3 separate regions of the Mus musculus genome follow, and regions 2 and 3 are each linked to region 1. Evidence: chromatin contacts called from public Hi-C and capture Hi-C data. All regions are on one chromosome and are shown on one strand. Each heading gives the region's core, a stretch centred on a gene start, on an enhancer-like site or on the middle of the called end of the contact. The rest is flanking DNA. Distances are from core to core; before and after follow the strand shown. Region 1 overlaps Pvt1 (Pvt1 oncogene). Region 2 has its middle 280 kb from the start of Gm41333. Region 3 has its middle 280 kb from the start of Pvt1.

Region 1 (4,907 bases), core at 1,675-4,174:
AGACATGAAGAAGGGCCGGGCTTCTTCCCATTCAGCTACAGGTAGCTGCGCAAACTAAGCATGCTGGAAGGAGACACCTCACAGCTCTCCAGCCCCTGAATGAAGCTGGAAACTCAGGAGGGGAAAGTGCCACCCCAGGACCAGCAGAGAGCAGAGCCTGGGTGAACTGTGAATCTGCCCGCCATCTCGATCCCTCATGGAGAAAATAAACTGTAGAGCTGCCAGGGCTGAGCCTCCTGGGAGCCCCTGGGAGCCACTTCTGTTACTCTGAACCTCAGGTCTTTACATGGAAAGTGATCTTCAGACATCAGCAGGGAATGCTCAACGACTCTCTGGGCAAATTACTTTGTAGACTTGACTTCTTTTAAATCTGAAGCTAGCTGAGCATGATGGTACACTCCTTTAATCCCAACCATCAGGAGGAAACAGGCAGGTGGATCTCTGAGTTCAAGGCCAGTATGGTTGACAAAAGACACACACAAACATGTACTTATGTAATCTAAAACTAAAAGGCTCTCCTTTTGTCTTTAATGATAGACACTAGCCCAGACAATTAATTTCATTGGCCAGTGAAGTAATGAGAGAATGAGGTAAATGCAGTTGACTGTGCCTCTCAACCATAGCGTTGTGCTCTAAACCATCCCTCCCCCGCCTCCAACCCCCCCCCCCACACACACACACATACACATACACATACACACACACACAAGGATATTCCTGTAGATTACCTATGAGGACAAACAACATAGCCAGAGAAGTCCCCTTGCAACTTAGAGAGTCTGTAATTGCAAGAAATCTAGAACAACCTTGGAAAGGCTTTCAGCAGATGATTTCATACACAGGGTATCTAATCCAGGGGTAAGTGAGCTGCTCTCAGGGGATCTCTGCCACAAGCAAGTGAGAGGCTGGACTCTTAAAATATGCAAAATGGGCCAACAGCACCCTGGAAAGGGATGCTAGGAAGATGAATGAGATGCACAAGCTTAGTAACACACACCAGTATTTAAGAGGCTCAAGTCAGGAGAGTCTTGAGTTTATGGCCTGCCTGGACTGCACAGCTGAACTAGTACTAGGCATGGTGCAAATACCTGACCCAAAGGCCAGAAGGCTAAAGTCTTAGAGGACAACACAGCCGTGGCGAAGTCCTGGGCCCTGACACCAAGGGAGATGGCTTTAACTGGGTTTCTCACACCAAAGTTAACAAAAAGGTAGCCAAGATTATCGAAATGGGAAACAAAGGGCTGAGGGTGTACATAGCTTCAGTGCCTGTCGAACATTCCCAAGGTCCTGGGTTTGATCCCCAGGGCCATATAAACCCAGAAATAATGGCACATAGCTCTAATCTCAGCACTTAGGAGGGAGAGGATGGATCAGAACTTAATGGTTGCCTTTGATTACACAGTAAGACTGAGGCTATCTAATGATGTGTGACATCCTAGAGAAAAAGCAATTATTTTACTAAATGATTTTATATTATGGGACAAGACACTCTCAAGAGAGATGGAAGGACAGCCCAGAAAATAGAAAGGAAATATCAAGAACTATGTATCTGAGAGGGAACTGACATCATGGAACTTTTATAACACAATAACTACAATAGTAACAAAAGATTCTCTGAAAATATTCGGGTATCCAATGGGTACATAAAAAGACACTCGTCAGTAGTCATTAGAGAAATGCAATTCAAAGCAGAGTGAGACCAGGCAGATGGTGCAGGAGGATGGCAATGTCAGAGACCAGCCTGGGCCAGTCACTTTCACAGAGATGGTGTAAGAGAGCAGCCAGAGTCCTAGACTCCAAGTTGAACAGCAAGTTCCACAGCTGGCAGGGAAGTGAAAGTGCTTAACAGATAGACTTTCAGTCTGAGATAATGAAGAAAGTTCTAGAAATAGTTAATAGGGAAGGCTGTGCAATGAATGTACTCCAAGTCATTGAACTGTATTCTACAGAAAAAAAAAAAAAAATGAGCAAAAGAAAAGATAGGGTGGGTGAAGAGGCTAGGGTAACGGGAAATAGACTCTTGCTATGATACCCAAGCTGGCCCTGAGCTCACTCGGTAGCCAAAGCTGGTCTCAACCTCTTCCTGCCTTATTTCCCAAATAGCTTAGCTTTCAGGCTTGTACCACAGGGACTGTGGCCTCCACCATTTGTGAGCGTGGAAGAATACTAGGGAACGGGGTTAACATCTGAATGACACTGTATTAGAGTTGTGACCAATACAAAGTAATGGCAGGATGCGCTTATCTCCCTTAAGGTTTATTCTCACTTTTCATTTATGTGTCCTGTGCACATCCGTGTGAATGTACATTAGATGCACAGAGGCCAGAAGAGGGTGTTGGACGCTCCCAAAGCCGGAGGCACTGGCAATTTTGAGATGCCAGATGTGGGTGTTTCCGACAGGACTTTGGTCTTCGCTAAGAACACCAAACATTCTTGACCGGTGAGCTTCCTCCGCAGCCCCCAGCTTGTGACTGTGTTAATGACACAGTTTCCTCCTCTTTGCCCTTTCTCTCACTCCACCTTTCTCAGAGACAAAGGCTGGGACCTTCCAGGAAGAAGATTCCTCTTTACTGTCCCTCTGGACAATCTCGAATACCTCCGGGTCCACGTCAAGCTCCACTCCCTTTGTGTCCCTATCCAATTTCCTCTTACAACTCGCAGGAAGATGGTAAAAAGCTCAATAAAATGGAAAATGATTTAAAAAAAAAAAAAAAAAAAAACCCTGCATAAAATGACATGTGGCTATTCTCCTCAGGATGGGAAGTTGGTTTTTCTTCCTCAAGCAACCCTGCTACAATCTCTTCCTGTCTGTGGAGAGAAATGTGACAGTCATTCTGATCTTCCAGTGAAATCCTCACTCAGTGGCTAAGCAGCCAGCAAGGGAAAGGTCACAGAGCAGTTGGGAAACTCATGATAGCCCACGCAACAGGAACAAAGAACCGGCATGTGTTGAGAAAGCGGAGAGGGAAGAGAAATGAGCAGGCCTATGTAGAATGCAGGAAGTGGTGGCTTTTCCAGCTCTGTATGGCCTGGAAGTTGAGGGGAGACTGAAGGGAGTGGCTCAATTCTAGGCAGATAACTCTAAGGAAAGATCAGTTAACTCTGGGTCAGGAGATGTCAGGTGGCCAAAATAGCATTCAAGTCCACTGCCATGCAAGTAGAGCATGCCTGCCATGAGTGCTGTTGTCTGAAGGGATATGGGGATACAGAGTCATGGCCCAACAGAAGGAGCTACGTCAACCTAAGGGGGGAAGCCCTATAGCCTGAAGGCTGCAATCTACTGGCCCGAAACAGTTGTTCCTTTGGCCTGGGACTTCCCTTAAAATCTGAATTGAACATACTTGAAATCAGGAGAGGGTTTGTTCTATCTCACTTTGTGGGGGGCAGAGTGGGGGGTGCAATGGTTAACATTCATTGTCAGCTTGACAGGATCTAGGAGCATCTAGGTGAGCCACCTCTGACAAAGCCTACGAAGGAGTTTCTAGACTGGGTTAGCTGAGATGGAAAGATCTACCCTGAATGTGGGCAACACATTTTCAACCGGCTGAATTCTAGGACTTACTGACAAGGAGAAAGGGGGCTGAAAGCAGCGCTCATCTCTCCGCGTCCTGACTACAATTGCAGTGTGAACAGCTGCCTCATGTTCCTGTTACAGTGACGTTCCCACAGTAAGTGACTGAATCCTCTCAAATGTATCCCCCAAAGCACCCTTTCCCCCTTAATGTAACTCCATCAGGTTTTTGACTGAGGCAATGAAAGAAAGTAACTAATACAGTCTCACACCGTACAGTCCTAGCTAACCTCAAACTTACGATCTCCCTGCCTCTGCCTCCCTGATGCTACCACACCCAGCAGAAATCAAGCGTTTTTTTTTTATATTTTAAAAGCTCCCTCGTCGTATTCTTTCCCCCTTGGTGTAGTGGGGATGTTGAAGAGTAAACCCAGGTCATCATGTGCTCCCAGCAAGTGCTGTACTCTGACTCTGTCCCCCAGCCCAGCCTTCTCTTTGAAAGACAGAAAGCTCTGCTTCCGCATCTTTGTTAGCAAGAGTAGGAAGACGGTACTGTCAAAGGACAGTTGCTCCTCCTAAGGAAGACTGCAACTATCAATGTCTCCTATTGTACTGTAAGTTCCAGGTGCACCTGGGATATTTGCATCTAATTTGCTCATATTCCTGAGAGGACTTGGAGCCCTGCAGGGGTATGATGCTTCTGCAGCTCATACTAAGGTCAGCACTCAGAAGCTGCTAGAGTTAAAGATTGCTCGCTTCCTGGAGGAGGTGACCTTTACACTGCATCTTAAAGCCAACACTGCAGTTCCCTCAATGAGGAAGTGGGAAAGCATCAATTCTTATCCCAGGACCAGACTGGCTAAGGGTCATGCAATTGTGAGGCATGAAATTCAAAATCATCGACAGAGATAAAGCTTCTGGAAGAATCCAATCATCCCAATGATTTAGACCTACACTGGCTGACTGTTTCTGCTGCTACCCAAGCCGGGGGCATCCTCAGGGCAAAAGGACGCAGACTCTGAAGTTCAGCAGGGGAGGGTGTGGAAAGCCTATATACACCATTCACTCAGTAATTCAATAAACACTCACCGTGCGCCTATAGAGAGCAGACGCCCAATAACAATGACAAACCATTAAAAGCTTTTTAAGTACATGATTTTAAGTCCAGTTTGCAGCCAGCCAGAATGTGCTTCTCCTAGAGAAAGGATAAGAAGAGGACAGGGATGTTAAGATGCTCCTTCCTGAAATAAAGGAAGCGAAGCTGAGAAGCAGAGTAGCAGGATTTAGTATCAGCTCCTCAGAGCTTCCATGGACCGTAGCTTCACTAACAAGCTGAGAGTGTCCGCTTGCTTCCAGATGCACTCTTAAACCCCCTCCTTGTTAGCCGAGTGTGGTA
Region 2 (4,907 bases), core at 680-3,179, 330 kb before region 1:
TCACCTTACAGAATCATGAGGAACATTGAGTTGCTCTGTGGCTGTTTTTCCTACCTTTTATACCATGACCAAATAGGCAATAGTGGTGGCTCACCTTTCCCAAGAAGAGTAGACATCTTTGAGATTCCACAGTTACCTCCCAAACTCCATCTGCATTATTGTCTCAGAAGTATAGATTTAAACATTTAGTTGGTTCTTATAGACTAAAATTCACATGGCTTTCAAAGTTTTTGTTGTTGTTGTTGTTGTTGTTGTTGTTGTTGTTGTTGTTGTTGTTGTTGTTGTTGTTGCTGTTGCTGCTGCTGCTGCTGCTGTTACTGCTGCTGCTGCTGGGGGGGGGGCTGTTGTTGTTGATAATGATGATGTTGTTGTTTTTATTTTTCAGATATAACTTACCTTCCAGGGCTTTCTTCCTTGTTAGTTTTTATATTCTTCAACTTTCATTATGTATTAGAAAAATGCTCATCTTAGTGAACAGAACCTAGAGATACACCTCAAAAATAAAGCTACGAACACATTACAAAGACATGACCCTTGCTTCTTCCATTGGACAATGAGTTTATCACATTCTTTTTCCCTATCATGCCCCGTCTTACCTTGCATTTGTTACTAGTTCTGTGACGTTCCAGATCATTTTCACATTAAGATTTGAAACATTATAAACACTGTTTTCTCCATGACGTTGGAGATTTAATTCCGTTCTCTAATTGAAACAGTGACTTTAAGATTGTGTTCCTCCTCAGTGCTTAGTGTAACTTTTTACTGGCCCCTCTCATTTGGACTATTCTTATGTCTACTCTTTGGACAGCATAGATAAGTGTTTTTGGAGGCTAGTTTATAAATATATGTGTTGTCTCTTTTGCTAACCCATTCTGTATATATGGATACTAACTAGAATAAAAATAGACTATTCGTCAAACAGTATTATGTGTTTTCTGTCATTCAGTATGCCAGGAAGAACAAGACCCCGGTTAGGTTAATGTTTGTCATCATAGTAGGATATATGCCTGGGTGTTGATACAATTTTGTTTTTAATCTCTGTAGGCTGAAGTTTGTACCATGCCACACAGATGTAAGATTGATTCTTGAGGTTAACTAAATTGCAGTCAAGTCTCTGTCCTCCATAAGTATCCTGCCCTCTAACTCAGCAATGCTAACTGTGTTTCATGGCTGCTTGTACTCTCTCCCTATGTTTCTGAAACATCTGTCATTGTTAATCCTTGTTCCCCCTCCCAAAGTTCAAAGAAAGTTCATCAACTATGTTCCCCACATGAATGGCACACCTTCACAGAACACTACTGCTTCCTACCCTTCCTTGTCCCCACAAAGGTTTAATTGTTTATCATATCTAAGCATACAATCTTCTCACTTGCTTCATCTCTCTCCCCTATTTAACCCCTTTTCCTTTCCACATCTCACCTTCAGACACTATGAATTGATGTCAGACTGGACCATTCTGCAAGCACTCTGTGACTGTTCAGCAAAATTGTCTTAAATAACTAGATTCCAGAGTAAAACATTTGCAGCACTGAAAAGCTTTGTTCAACGTATTTTTTACCCTGCAGTACAGTTTTTACTAGCGCTTTGTTGCTGTTGGTTTATTTGTTGTATTCCTCCTCAGACAGAACGAGGTCACTTTGTCGGTATTTGTTAACTTCAAGAAAAATGATTTGCAGTGCAGCTGCCTTCAGGGTCAAAATTTCTTCTTTAATTCATAATTTATGGTTGTGTTGTCCAGTCCAGTGCTAACTTTACAACCAGCTCTCACCTGGAATCCACCTGCCTTGAATATGCTATCTTCTTTACAAGCCCAAGCCCGGCTTCTGCTACATGGAGATAATACAAGAAGGAACAGCTCAGTCCTGGCAAGCAGAGCAATCCCAAGCCATCATGCCTTGGCAACAACCTTCAGAGATTTGTCAGGGGCACTTCCTCCCTGTGGTCACCTTAAATCCTTTCCGCTTTCTGTGTGCCATTTACAGAGTCTCAGCTTCTGCCTAGATTGCAAGAAATGTTAGGAGAGGGAGCCTGAAAAACAAGCAATAATGATTAAGACAAAGACACATGAAAAAGAGAAAGTCACTACTTCATTTCCAGTTGGTAAATGCCTGGAGCTGATTCTGGGTACTGGGTGTGGGCAAGAGCAAATAGCATTACTGCCTGTAGGGAGTGGTCCATGTGCAGGCAGTATGCTCAACTCTTGAGCCAAGGCAGGAGTTCCTCCATCCAGATCCCTCTGTTCCACCACTAATGTGAATCATGCCAAATTTCTTCATGAGCTTGCTTCATATCATCTTGCTCACAAGCATTTAATAAAATGCTGAGTGGCCAGCTTTGCGAGATACCAGCTGTGACATTGGTGTTTTTTTTTGTTTTTTTTTTTTTTGTTTTTTTTTGTTTTTTGTTTTTTGTTTTTTGTTTTTTAACGAGCCATCAAAAAGTAGTTTCTTTAAACTTGTCCAAATTCCAGGTAGCCATTGTCTCAACCGATTGAGAAGAAAATGTTCACTGCAACCCAAGGCAGAGCAGCCTGTTTCTTTGTCTTCTAACCCAAGCTGGAGAAAATGAGTTCACAGAATGGGAGACAAACTTTAAATGGCTTTAAAATGGCTCTTAGAAGTCCCCAGGGCTAGCTCTATGCAGTACTGTTTTTCGGGTACTTACACAAGATGGGCCATGTCTTCTCTGGCTAAATCTAGTGGTTCGTTCAGGGAAAAGGAGGCAATAGAGACGTTCACCCCATCCTTCCTCTGACTTCAGACATAATTTCAGACTCCCCTTACTGTTTCTGTCTGCCAGTCACCATCATACTCATCCCAGATTTAGATGATGTGTGTGTGTATGTAGGTATATATATATATATATATATATATATATATATATATATATATATATATATATATATATCAACAGTACAATATCCAAGAGAGAAATAAACATGGAAACAAACTAACATGCCTGGCATGGTCCTATGATGTGTAGCATGATAGTTGAACTGCACAGGTTAGAAGTCTCCAGATTCAAATCCCAGCTCTATTGTTTAATATATGTACAAACTTAAACAACTTATTTCACCTATCTGCCCTTTGTTTCCTCACTTTAAAATGTAAACAATAACCTGCCCAATGGAGATGATAAGAGGAATGAGGAGTTGGTGTCTTCCAAGTGAAAAAATTGCTATTAGCAAGTAATAGTGCCTGTTGGGGAGTGCATACTTTCAGACATATCTTTGTTAGGCGTTCCATCCCCCCTTAGTTCTTTCCAAGACCTAAGAAATAATAGAAAGTAATGTCAGAACGATAATCAAAAATGACAAGCATACCCTTATCACCCCTATTCTGAAAGAGGGATTACTCAGCCAAACACAGTCACTCAACACTGCTCAGGCTAAGTGGAGTCATCTCTCCACTGTATCTAGATGGCAAATCTTTTTTTTTTTCTCCAAAATGTGGGTGCATGTATACATGCATATGTGTGTTGGTGGAGTCCAGAGGATAACATTGACTGTTACCCCTTAGGTACAGTCACTTTGTTTTTGGAACAGGCTCGCTCCCTTGTCTGTATTGCCAAGTTTGGCTAAAATAGCTGGCCATTGATTCCCAGACATGCTACTGTCTCTGCCTCCCAAGCATTTGGATTACATATGTATAGCACTATGCCTAGCTTTTTATTTATTTATTTTTAATGTAGGTTATTAAGATCAAACTCAGATCCTCTTATATGCCACTAAGCCATCCCCTTAGTCCCTGTCGATGGCAATTCTTGAGTCTTCCATTTATTCCTATAGAGAAGCTAGGTTGCCTAATCTGCATCTCTCGGAGACACTGGGAAATGACAAGGCAGTAACGGACAACTTACAAGAGGGCTGGCCTACCTACATATGCTGCCAGATGGAATTTACCCCCACTTGATTGTATTCACAAAATTAGTGCCTTCTGGAGAGCAGACTAGAAATATTTCCTTAAATTTCATTTTCCAGGAAGAACAATGAATGTACTTCCTGTTCCCTGACCATTTTTATGCAGCTTCCTCACAATTCAGCAAAGTGAAAATGCTTACTCTCACATGTCATGGAATAAGATGAGGCTCTGAGCTCTGGTGATGCCTGGGTTCGAGGTGTGACTGAAGCTGTTCCCATGATGTCCCACAAATGACATGAACAAGCAAAGGAGAGAATATAGTACGTCCATTCATCCAATGAGGCAATTGAAGAAACCCAATTGATCAGCAACCTTAGTATGTTACCTGAGCTTCATGTAGAAGCCTGAAGGTAATGTCCATCGGGGCAAGTCCTATCATATATTTCTCTTCTACTTTCTATTAAAGTGTTAAATAATTAATATATATTCAAATATTTTTACAATAATACTAACAGGGTATCCTTGAATACTATTAATCCTCAAGCTTCCATGTTATGAAATGGAAGGAAGGGAATAATTTTACAGAATTTGAGGACAGCACAGATAGCATACAGAGTTTGGGGCATATGCTAGAGGCTAGCTTGTAAAATGATATGTGTACTATATGTTAATAAGCCTGTTCTTTCGATAGTTTTTAATGTGTACAGTCTCTCCCACTCCTTACATTCCAGTGGCTAGACATAGTAGCATCAAGTGACTTCAAGAAGGGAAATAACAGAAGAGGAGAAACTATCTTTAATCTCTAAATAGTTGGTTATCAATTCCTTTATAATAAATATTATTCCAATATAGAAAAGCATTTCAAAATGAGGCTCTTTTCTATCTCTTAAAACTAGGTATCAGTTCCATGGGGTAATGACTTTCTTTTTTATTTTTATTTTTATTTATTTACATTCCAGCCATTTCAACCCCCTTCCTGGTCACGCTCCCCACAACAGTTCTTCATCCCATTCCTTCTCCCTTGCTTCCAGCAGGGTGCCCTCCCCC
Region 3 (4,907 bases), core at 642-3,141, 260 kb before region 1:
TTAGACAGGAGAAGCTAAGAAGTGCTAGGGGAAAGGCCAGAAGACTCAACAGAAATTCCCTTCCATTTGAATAGCCTTGAAGGAAATGGACTACAGTGTAGGGCTTAAGCTAGTTGGTGACATAAAATGAAGAGGTTGGCTTTTAGACAGTTGCATTAAGCAAGTGTGTAGGCATCCTTCCAGGAGGTGTTGGTGATCCCCAAAAGGAAATGACACTACAGCAAAGAAAGAGACCAGAGCAGCATTTGTGGAGTGCATTATGCAGCAAGGTCTCTGGAAACACCAACCTGAGCAAGACTTACTCACTGGATACTGTGTGATGCTTCCCCACATCACCAAAGCTGTTTCCACCAGGATTCTCAGCTGTCAAGCCAAGAACACTTCTGGTGTCAGATGTCATCTCACTTTGACTTCTGGATAAGCAGGACAGAACTTTTGCTACTTTCTAGCCCCAAAAGCTGTACTGCCACTAAGTCTCAATTGCCCAGTCAACTCAGAAGATGGAGGAAGAGGGAGAGTTGGAGGAATCAGGGAAACCAGTTTTTAATAATAACAGGCCATCCTGCTCTAATAACAGTGTTGCATTTACAGAGCACTTCCACAGACATTATCTCATTGGATTCTCACAGTAAATGGGGTGGAGGGAGGAACAGGGCAATTAGCATGATCCCTGCCCTTTCAAATATGAACAGTTGTGGCTGAGAAGTTAAGTGATTTGTTCGTATAAAACTGGTGAGTTGCATAGCTATTTTATGACTCTCGGTTCCTTAGCTGCTTCCATTAGATCTATTCAGGGGAGGGTAGGAGCCATTCTTTATGCTGACTGAGAAGGACAGCATTTATATGCCCATTAACTGTGAAGAACAGGGGCATCAAGGCTGAAAGAGGACCTGGAACAGATTGGGTATGGCAAAGGGTGGTTTTGCCTGCTGTAGACAGAGGTCATGGGTGAAAGAGAGTACAGACTCTACATGTCAGGCTTAGGGCAGGAAGGATGTGAAGGCAGCAAGTCCACAAACTTCTTTGCTTCTAAAGAGATCAAAGGAATCTGAGGGAAGGTCTATATTGGAACAGTCTAGGAACTAGTGTGGGGCTGGGCCATCTAGCAGAGCTTAAGAATTCACCCAAGTCAGGAAGCACAGACCACCCAGCAGCACTCAGGTACAAAAGATTTGCTCTGGTGCCTGTTCATGTCACCAAACAGTCAATGAAACAGATGAAGAATCTGCCATGGACTGAACAGTAGAGTCACAAAGCAGAATGCAGGTCATGGACTGCCAGGCTCAAGACTGTAGCTGCCCATTTCCAGAGCTGTTGCTTCCTTTCATCCCAGAGATCCACAGAAAAGAATTTCACAGAAATGATCCACATCAGTCCATCAGAAAAAAAAAAGGGGAGGGGAGGAAATAGTTCTCAGAATCCCACTGGATAGATAACACTAAGATGACCCAGGCCAAAGAGTAAAAAACCTAGCATATGATTATTTATGCAAAGGAACTGGGGCTATTTTTACATGCTGAGTGTTCCCCAAATCTTGTGCAAAGCCCTAATATTTAATCATATTCAAATCTCAAACAATCCTACTTTATGCTAAAGGAACAATGCAAAGGACATAAACCTGCTCAAGGTCACACAGTAAGCAAACTGCAGAGCTGCGACTTCCCTGGCATTCTGATGCGCCAGAGCCCAGGCTCTTCCTACCCTGGACAAAGCCCTGTGAGCATGCAAGCTCAGAATAGTTCAGCAAGGAGAGAAGAGGAAGGGAGCACAGACCGGGCTGGAAATTGTGTCTTAAGCCACCATCCTGACTCATTCTTCTTAATAAGCATCAAATGACAGCTGAAGGCTTCTAGAACAGCACAGCCGAGGGGAATCCAGACTCCAGTGACTGATGGATGAATCAGCATGGTGACTTCCAGGTCAAAGAGGAAGCCATAATGAACAGATGTGAGCAGAGCAGGATCCAGGCTATCTGAAAACTCCAGACACAAAGGGACTATGTACTCGATTTCTGCTTCCATCTCCAACGTTACTACAAATTTCTTCATAAGATACCATTACCATGGCCAACTTTCTCTTACCTGAACTCCGATTTCCATATTGAGTGAGCATATTGAATTTCCATATTCTTCTTGCAGCCCCAGGCCTATGGGTCTGTGTAAGGCAGAGATGAAGACTCTGCCATGGACAGAGCAGTAGAGTCACAAAGCAGAATCCAGTTCATGGACCTTGAATTGGAAGTACTCCCTCGCTGAGCACTAGGAAGGATATAAAAGTTAACGCTTCCCTGCATGGGCTTCTGCTTCCAGCAAGGAACTGGCACATGGATAAACTCAATGTTAGTATCAGAGATACTTGATGAATTTAGTAGAGATTTATTTCCATGCATGCGCGCACACACACACATGGACACACACCATTTACAAAAAACCACATGCACACAGAGACACACATGTGCACACATACACACGTACCACTCACAAATACATACATGCATATGCATACACAGATACACACACTTATAATTACATACTCATTATCTCATAATCTCAGGATATTTTCTTCTTTGCTCCCACTGAAGCTCTAAACCTTGTCCAAATCTCATTCTACCACAATCTATAGAAGTGCCCCACCCCTAACTCATCACTCCCCTTTCTCAACTGAATACATTCCAGGCCCCAGACTTCAAGGAAGGAAAAAATAAAACTGAGCTTTTTCTAACATCCTAATTTTGAGCAGGTAATTTCATAGACCTTCAGTTTTCTCTGGCATAAGACAGTACAGCAAATGTGTATACATTGCAAGATTATTGTAAAATCTAGGACAATTCATAGAAAGTGTTTGGCACAGTCTAGTGTATTTTACTGGGTAGGTTCACCACATGCCAGGCACTTGGTAAATACTCAATATATGCTAGTTGTTGCTGTTCCTATTATGTCAAATCATTAGCATTAAGAACCTTGGAAAAGTCATCTCAGCTGTCTGTGCTCCTGTCCCTTTGGCTACAGAGTAGATATAATAATATCACTGCCTCCCTGGAGTATTTTGGCAATTGAGTGACTTAAACTTTGTGAAGCATATGTAAGTCCCTACCATACCTATACCCTACAATGATAGCTATAATGGAGGTTAATTTTGCTTCTTATTGCTTCTTCTCCATACTGTTTTTTAAATCTTCCTACTATTTCAAGAAACATATATAAACTCTCTTATTATTTTAAGGTATGGCTGTCAGTTCTTAAAGGATGCTCCCACTGAGCAATGGAGTCTGTGTTCTCCGAGTTTGAACATGACCAAGCCATGATGGCTTCAATAAAGTTCAACATAAATCAACATAAATGACATGATGCGACTTTCAAGGCTGCATAGTAAAAGGTCATGTTATTCTCCTATGCTTGTTGGAACACTTCCTCTTAAAATCTCCAGAAGGAGCTGGGAGTACAGCTCAGTAATATAGCCTTTGTCTACTATATGTGAGGCATTAAGTTAAGTTCCCAGCACAGCAAAACAAACAAGCAAACAAAAAACAAGTAAGATTAAAGAAAAACCTTAAATAGCCATGGTGGAAGCATGACCCCCTGGAATCTATGATGCTTGAGGGGCGTTCATGTCCTGTCTAATGGCACATGCTTGGCAGTCTTCAGCACGCCAGCTCTCAAGTCACCCTAGCTCCTCTTCCAGCTATCTCAGCTATATTCTGAGCTTAGCCCCACAGCATCATGCAGCAGAGATAAGACATCTTTGCTGAGCTCCATACAAATCCATGACCAACAAATCCATGAGCATAGCACACAGGGCTGTTATGCTCTAATATGACTATTGATCAGTTTTGCAGTGGTTGTCATCAGGAGGTCATCTATACGATGTCACTAGGGCTGCACAGAGACCATACTGTCTTATATATCCAGTTTCCAAACTCACACCATGTCTTTTTAAGCCAATACCTCTTAACATTTCAACTCTAACTATTCTTCAGGCAGCCCCAATAGAATCTATCCCTTTTTTGTGGTGCAATAGGTTCCCACGTCAAAACATTTTTTTTCTTTTTTAACAAAATAGGTACCAAAGCCAAAACAAGGAAAAAGTATGTGATTCATCCAATGTCACCTAGATGTCTTATGGCTTCTGTTCAAATGGCTTAATTGATGACAGTCTATCATGATCACAGGATATTCTAAAGCCAACATGGAAATACTCATCATGGAGCTGGATGGCCTGAGATAGTTCTAAGAATCTCTGAGCTTTTTTTTTCCCCCACAGGTCTAGCAAAGTGTTGCCCAGTCTCTGTCTGCAGATAACCTCTTTATGACTGTATCAGGATGACAGCCAACAGCCAAGCATTCTCTTTTGAACTAAATGCCGCAAAGCACTGTAATTGTCAATGCCAGGAATCCCAGTTCATGGAAATTCTCAGGCCTGTCCAACCATCTACTTCTATCCCCCCAGAGTTGATTAAGATGTACAATTGTATATACAAAGAGCTCAAGAAGCTGGACCCCAGAAAAATCAAATAACCCCATTAAAAAATGGGGCTCAAATACCTCTCCTGGGCATATATCCAGAAGATGCCCCAACTGGTAAGAAGGACACATGCTCCACTATGTTCATAGCAGCCTTACTTATAATAGCCAGAAGCTGGAAAGAACCTAGATGCCCCTCAACAGAGGAATGGATACAGAAAATGTGGTACATCTACACAATGGAGTACTACTCAGCTATTAAAAAGAATGAATTTATGAAATTCCTAGCCAAATGGATGGACCTGGAGGGCATCATCCTGAGTGAGGTAACACATTCACAAAGAAACTCACACAATATGTACTCACTGATAAGTGGATATTAGCCCCAAACCTAGGATACCCAAGATATAAGATATAATTTGCTAAACACATGAAACTCAAGAAGAA

The links. Hi-C and Micro-C count contacts between places; a contact is called where the count stands out from the background. Capture Hi-C pulls out chosen DNA fragments and counts their contacts.
Region 2: a Hi-C map of bone marrow-derived macrophages shows a contact between it and region 1, with 2.9 times the contacts expected there. The contact joins two enhancer-like sites. A contact is called at or near these places in 3 of 484 Hi-C or Micro-C datasets (bone marrow-derived macrophages and peritoneal macrophages) and 1 of 115 datasets of contacts at active chromatin or transcription factors (pancreatic cancer cells).
Region 3: a capture Hi-C map of bone marrow-derived macrophages shows a contact between it and region 1, with 3 times the contacts expected there. The contact joins two enhancer-like sites. A contact is called at or near these places in 1 of 15 datasets of contacts at CTCF or cohesin (the NIH/3T3 cell line), 7 of 484 Hi-C or Micro-C datasets (the HL-1 cell line, the N1E-115 cell line, bone marrow-derived macrophages and 3 more), 4 of 115 datasets of contacts at active chromatin or transcription factors (the NIH/3T3 cell line, embryonic fibroblasts, kidney and 1 more) and 2 of 9 other capture datasets (bone marrow-derived macrophages and embryonic stem cells).

What each region holds. Positions count from the first base shown.
Region 1 is chr15:62,054,593-62,059,499 of GRCm38.p6, reverse strand. All of the region lies in intron 1 of Pvt1 (Pvt1 oncogene), which reads right to left. Among named protein-coding and RNA genes, the nearest start is that of Pvt1, 19 kb to the right of the region's middle. Within about 2 kb of position 2,924, at least 71 of the 459 cell types and tissues checked have an H3K27ac peak or open chromatin away from gene starts, as enhancers often do. A contact at or near this core is called in bone marrow-derived macrophages, where this site is marked.
Region 2 is chr15:62,386,898-62,391,804 of GRCm38.p6, reverse strand. No RefSeq gene overlaps it. Among named protein-coding and RNA genes, the nearest start is that of Gm41333, 280 kb to the left of the region's middle. Within about 2 kb of position 1,929, at least 11 of the 459 cell types and tissues checked have an H3K27ac peak or open chromatin away from gene starts, as enhancers often do. A contact at or near this core is called in bone marrow-derived macrophages, where this site is marked.
Region 3 is chr15:62,318,080-62,322,986 of GRCm38.p6, reverse strand. No RefSeq gene overlaps it. Among named protein-coding and RNA genes, the nearest start is that of Pvt1, 280 kb to the right of the region's middle. Within about 2 kb of position 1,891, at least 55 of the 459 cell types and tissues checked have an H3K27ac peak or open chromatin away from gene starts, as enhancers often do. A contact at or near this core is called in bone marrow-derived macrophages, where this site is marked.